Linked DNA regions of Mus musculus: region 1 is linked to region 2. Evidence: chromatin contacts called from public Hi-C data. All regions are on one chromosome and are shown on one strand. The core of a region is the stretch at or near the end of the contact, and the rest is flanking DNA. Distances in the headings are between cores, read along the strand shown. Region 1 overlaps Gm30382 (a long non-coding RNA gene). Region 2 overlaps Gm30382 (a long non-coding RNA gene).

Region 1 (2,969 bases), core at 176-2,675, 160 kb after region 2:
GTTCTTCCCTCACACTTTTTTTTTTTTAAGTTGAGCACACGTACACTATTATATTTTTGGGAGAGCACAGCTCCAGTGGTGGAGCATAGAAATATTTTTTGACAAATATAATTTACAAAATTGAAATAATTTGTAAAGAGAACTGGATCTCTTATTGCCCCTGAAACAAAATTGGAGTATATAAATTGGTCTCGCCACATTAAAAAGTAAGCCCGTGAATTGTCTACACGTTAATTAAACACAGACACTCGGCTTAGCATAGGGTCCAGATCTGTGAAAAATGCAATCTGATTTTCATCCTGAATTAATTTAAGCTGCAGCAATTGAGGAATTATTATCATCATTATTTTTACAAACCCTACAAAATCAAAGGCTGAGATATGCGGGAGGAACTTCAGTCACTGTGAACATGGAGGCAGCTGTGGAAGGGAGGGCTCTTTAACTTTGCTGGGAGAAGATTGATAGGAGCCACACAATCACAACACCACCACCAACCACAGCAACAACAAGAAAGACGCGGCGCTGGCTGAATGTGATTGCAAATTTTGGGCTCTTCTTTGCAAAACAGTTGATCTTATGAGCTAGTGAAGTTTAATTTTAAGCTCCCATGTAATGACAACTGTCACTCTGAACTGACTGCTAATACATTTGAGAATTAAGTTGTCTGAATATTTTTTTTCAAACTTCCCTGGAGAGGAATGTCTTTTCGTTTTATTTTCAATTTCAAGGAGCTGACATTATTTTTAGGCAAAAGAATTCAGTGACTGGACTTATGAGTTGAGCAGGGAGGGATAGCTCCTTTTAGTGGCTTGAGGTCAGCTGTGACACCTTGAACTAAATGTATCTTCCTCTGGCCTCTTTCTCTTTGCCTTTCATGGTGGAAATACAACTCCAGTAATTTGACTTGAGAAATCAAATCTGAGTGGAGTGCCTTATAGGCTACTGAACTCACTCAGCAGAGAAGATGGTAGGATAAGCTCAAATTTAAATTGATTCCCAGATTTTCCCACTCCAATGGCTGACATCTAACTTGGCTAATCCATATGAAACTGGTCTATTAAACTAGCTGTAAAGACAAATTCTTGGGCTTTCCTCCTGCCAGCAGGTAGAGAATTTGGACTTAGAAGAGCAGCCCATCTGTCGGATATTTTAAGTATGATTTAAAAAAATACTAGTGTCACACAATGATGGCAAAATTTTTTCTTTTGTTCCCCAATAAATATGTATCTTATACGATCACTACTGTCCAATGGCCTCTACATCTTTTTTTACTAGATTTTATATGGATCCTGTGCCAGTGCTTGTTTATATTGTATAACCACAGGTCAATGATCAGTGTTTGAATCAGATTCCCATGGGTGACCTGTGTAATAGTTCATCTTTTCACACTGGGATGAAAGACAATAGAGGAAGTTTGAAGCTACCACAAACAGGCAGACAGAAGGAAGGCTGCTCTCACTTCTCTGTAAGGAGGGAGTCTTTTCTTTGCCTCACAAAGTGGGCAACACCTATGACATAAAAACAGTTAACTGTGCTGAGTGGCACACAGTCAGCATATTTAAATATTCCCTATCATGCTATCTGTCATCTACTCCTGCTTTGTAAATGGGTTGGTGATATTTTGTCTGGGGAAATTTCCATACAGATGTTCCTAGTGAATAGAACGGCAGAAGAAAGGGCTATTTCAGACTGCATTTGAAGGATGGTTCCACAAGACGGTAGAATATACTTTTCTTATGTGAACTGTTGTTTGGCTCAACATGTTAATTGTTATCAGAACTTCTCTGGAGTTACTAGGAATGGTAGTTAGATAAAGCCCCGGGTTAATTTCCATCAATACCAAGCTCCTTACACCGTTGATATTTCAAACATATAAAAAGCTGTCAATCTTGGTCAGACAGAATAAAGGAGGTGGTTGTTGTAAGACTGAGCAGACATGCCAGTCAATTACAGATGTGATTCTGTGTTCTACTCTACTAGAGTAACCATTCCTGGCATGCCACCAGTGAAATAACTCTTTAAGACTGCTATAATGCTAATACAGATCAAAAGGAAAAGCGATGAAGAAGTTGAAAAACCAGAAAAAGACACCTAGTTCTGGTATGTCCAGACAACAGATGGGTAAGTTGGATAAGATATGTTTGCTATAGGGAGAGGGAAAGAAGTACACTGACCGATAAGCCAGGAAGTCATCGTTATATGTGATTTCAAAGGAAAGGCAGGTTCAAATCCCATGTCTGCACAACTCCATGGCCTTGACAAAGTCAATTAACTTCTCGGAACCTTCATGGTTTTATCTACAAAGTGTGTACAATGGTCCCCTTGACCTGACAGCATTGCTATGAAGATTAAAATTATTGCAAACAAAGCAATAAGGATCTGATAAGTGTCCCCTGGATACCATAACCAATCCACACTCCAATAACAGTTCCAGGGTCTGGGAACTGTTTAGTGTGGCAGAAAGTCTTCCTGAGAAGCTCTGGGTGTGTGCAGATGTAGCAGCATCGGATGCTCTCTGATGGTGCAGATCATTTCTCCTCAGGCAGGGTTGCACATTGCCATGACTCCCACTGAACACTCCCAAAGTTCTGGACAACTTATTAACACCCCCTATAGTATCCTTTTAAGATGGAAATTTATCTTTTAAACTGCATTCGGTAAAACCAGCAGAAGGGACTCAGGGGGGAATAACAAACCACTATTAAATACAGCCGTGAGGGTTCTCGGTGCTCAACATTTTGCTGCAAGGCACACTGAAACGGAGTGGATGTAACTTATCCTGAGCAGTTGCTTGAATGAGTTAGTGGAGGAATGGGAAGTGTACAGATGAAGCAGAGGAACCCAGGGGGAGTTGAAGGCTGTGACCATTTTATTTAGGATGCACAGTAAGACCTGACTAAAGGCATAGGAGGTCGGTCTTTGGAGACTTTCTTGAGGTTAGCAAACAAACGCAAGCATCTATAAAAATC
Region 2 (3,247 bases), core at 169-2,668:
TTTAACAAAAAATGGTTAATGAGTAGATGTGCACCCCGAGGAGTTAAAAGAGAAAGGAATGATGTTTTTATATATAAAGGTTTAGATTTGTGATTCTCTTTAAGATTTTAATAAGATTACTTTTTAAGATAAATAATAAAATAATCGATCCTTTCTTTGTAGCTGCAAATTGCTGCCTGTCAGTAAGAGGAACTGGCTGAGAAAATCACCTTGCCTGCTCATGCTTTGTTAATCTATAACAAGTTGCTTAGTTACAAATTCGTGTGGGTTTTGGAGAATATTTTTTTTAATCCTTAATACGTAAAACATTTGATCATGTGGGGGTATTAGGGAACATTTTTTTTTATGTATACTCATTGTAATCACTCACTGGAATAAAGATAGAATGTAACCACATTGTGATTTTTTTTTTTTTTTTGGTACTGTTTGATATATAAGCTGTAGTTGAAAAAAACAAAGTTGTTGAAGCTTGTTCATTGGAGCTCTGCTCCATCCACCCAATGTGTATGTGTATATATGTGTATATGTGCATATGTGTGAAGTTGGTTAGAACTCTGTTCTATCTACCAAATGTGTACATATGTATGTATATATGTATGCATACATGCATGCATGCATGTATGTATGTGTGAAGTTGTTGGTCCTTGCTCCTTGAAGCCTTGCTTCATCTACTAAAGGTGTGTATGTATATGTATACCTATACCTATACGTATACCTATGCGTATATGTATATGTATATGTATATGTATATGTGTATGATTCTCATTCCCCCTTCTTCTTGCCGACCACAAAGAGTTTCTTGATGCCCCACCTCCCTCCAGGGAGTGTTTCCCTGGCCCCAGTGAAGTATTTCACTGAATCAAGCTTTGTTCCCTCAGAGAAAAGCCTGCAGAATGACCAGTCACTGACTCCATAACCCCTTACTTTACCCTGAGATATCAAAGCTGCCCTTCGACAAAATACAGTACTCGTGTATGAAATTCTCAAAACAATGTTATTTAAAACAATAACAACAACAACAACAAAAGGAAAAATGACAATTTATAGCCAGAGCAAGAGGCTCTAGAGATGAGTTTGAGAATGGTGGATGACCATTCCATATAGAACAGTGGAGTGACAATATGAGGTGTCATCAGGCATCAGGAGTGGTGGGCAGAGAAGGAAGCATGGAGGTTTATATTGAGTGCTATGGTGACAGGTTCTAGAAGGAGAAATCTTTGGATATATCTATGTTAATGGCCACTTCTAGATTGGGCTAATTGAGGTGGAAAGACCCATCCTAAATGTCTTTAGCACCCTTCCGTCAGCAGGGGTCTTAGATTGCCTCTAGAGGAGAAAGCTCACTGAGCATGCCTGCTCACTGATCTCTACTTCCTGAGCGCAGAGGCCATGTGACCAGTTGCCTCACATGACTGCTGCTGTGCCTTCTCTACCAACACAGACTTCCCTTTGTCCTGTGAGGCAGAGAGACTCCTCTTTCTTTAGGTTGTTGTGGTCAAGGATTTTGTTGCAGCAACGAAGAAAATGTCCAGTACAGAAAGCCAACAGTGAACAATGCTTAATGAGCCATTGTAACAGGGCTTTCTTTTAAACAGCCACTCTGTGGGAGTCCTGTGTAAGAGAAGCCAGGCCACTGTGAGGTGTGGAAAGGCTAGTTGGAACAGGTGAAGTCATGGAAGCAGGCACACTCTCCCTCCCCATTCAGGGAGCCTGATGAGGAGGAGAGGGCTGCTACTGAGGAAAACAGGCTTTATCATGAGGACGTCAGGTGGAAGGGTTCCTTTTCTTTTTCGAGCATGGGAGAACATTTGCTTCACTTCTGATCAATTTCCTGTGCAGATTTCCATTTCCTGCTCTCTTCCACTGTGTGGGTCTTCAAGCCATGCATTTGCTTGAGGTGTCTAGCGTGAGGAGTTTCCTCCTCTGGAGGAAGAACCAGTTGAGCCCAGCTCCTGGACTTTGCTATTGGAAAGATTCTCTTGCACTTAGGAACTTCCTTTTTCTGAAGACTGCCAGGTTTACTTGGCCGCAAGCAGAAATAGAAGCAAACAGGACTTGAGTGCCACACTCTTTCCTCACAGACTGTGACAGAGTCAACCGTTTTGCTAAGCACATTCTCTGGGAAGCCACTACTGAGTCAAGATGACACTGGAGAAAAATTCTTCCTCCTTTCTCCTTCTTTTCTCTGCCACGAGACACTTTTGTTTGACCATTACCCTTTTTGACTGTTTTGGGTTTTTTGTACAATATTCCTAGCGCCGAGAAGACCTTGCTTACACCTTCAGAAGATGGGGGAATTTACAAAGCCTCTTAAGGCTCTACTGTTCTTTCTCCAGAACCCATCCAATAATGGAAGATCGCTGTCCCAAACTGGCTTAATCCAGAAACCAAAAACATGGATGCCAAATGCCCTTTTTGGAAAGCACTTTAAAATAGTGTGCACGTGTTTAAGCTCTTGAAAAAAACAAACGCATCAACGTTGCTTGGGGGGTAGTTGGTACATTTGAGCAACAGGCACGAGGGCAGCAAAGCGGGAGGAAGAGTGGTCAGGACTTGGATGCAGCTCTGAGAACTCAATGGTCAGATCGTCAGGGAAGAAGCTGAATACACATCATTTTGGTCAAATTCATACCTGTCAACAATCAGGACCTCCTTAGCCATTGATAAGAAAAATGGCTGATGTTGCCTCATCTTCAAAGTGTTCAGGCAGGAATTTGTAAAAAACTAGACGCTTAACATTTTGTTGTAGCCCCAGTTTTACAGATCAGCCACTGATGTCAGCAAGCACTGGCGAATGAGAGGAACAGAAAGGCAAGGCCACAGGAGTCTGCACTAAGACCGAAATGCCTCTGATTGCTTTTAGGCCTTGGCTTCAGTGCACCGGCACTTACTACCCACTAAGGCATTTTCTCGGCAAAGGTTAGAAGGCCCATAGATGGGAGCTTGTAGCTTTGTCAGAGTGACAATCTTTCTTGCTGTTCCTTGAATTTACATAAAGTAACGATGCAAAGCGCTCATCATGCCCCAAACTCAATCTCAAACAAAATGACCAGTAATTGAAACAACCGAGGTAATTGGCCACGGATGATAGACAAAATCTCACTCCAAGGAGCTTACTGACTGGAAAAGATTCAATAACTCCAAAGCACTGGAAATATTTTAGGCACCACAAGCCCTCGTTTGAGTCTATTGGCAAGGAGAATGTAAGAGTCCTTGATTGCCTAGCCTCATGCCGTGCTTTGACTAG

What was found. Hi-C and Micro-C count contacts between places; a contact is called where the count stands out from the background.
Region 1: a contact with region 2 is called in a Hi-C map of bone marrow-derived macrophages, with 4 times the contacts expected there. The contact joins two enhancer-like sites. A contact is called at or near these places in 1 of 15 datasets of contacts at CTCF or cohesin (pro-B cells) and 6 of 484 Hi-C or Micro-C datasets (the CH12 cell line, bone marrow-derived macrophages, frontal cortex and 3 more).

Annotation. Positions count from the first base shown.
Region 1 is chr3:149,439,981-149,442,949 of GRCm38.p6, forward strand. The region is part of intron 1 of Gm30382 (a long non-coding RNA gene); the gene reads right to left. A630039O03Rik (a long non-coding RNA gene) reads left to right here. Exons shown (of 6, transcript XR_376220.3): 1 at 1-2,969. Among named protein-coding and RNA genes, the nearest start is that of Gm30382, 4.1 kb to the right of the region's middle. Within about 2 kb of position 1,426, at least 6 of the 459 cell types and tissues checked have an H3K27ac peak or open chromatin away from gene starts, as enhancers often do. A contact at or near this core is called in bone marrow-derived macrophages, where this site is marked.
Region 2 is chr3:149,279,588-149,282,834 of GRCm38.p6, forward strand. All of the region lies in intron 2 of Gm30382 (a long non-coding RNA gene), which reads right to left. Gm1653 (predicted gene 1653) reads left to right here. Exons shown (of 3, transcript NR_040591.1): 3 at 1-393. Among named protein-coding and RNA genes, the nearest start is that of Gm1653, 6.5 kb to the left of the region's middle. Within about 2 kb of position 1,419, at least 32 of the 459 cell types and tissues checked have an H3K27ac peak or open chromatin away from gene starts, as enhancers often do. A contact at or near this core is called in bone marrow-derived macrophages, where this site is marked.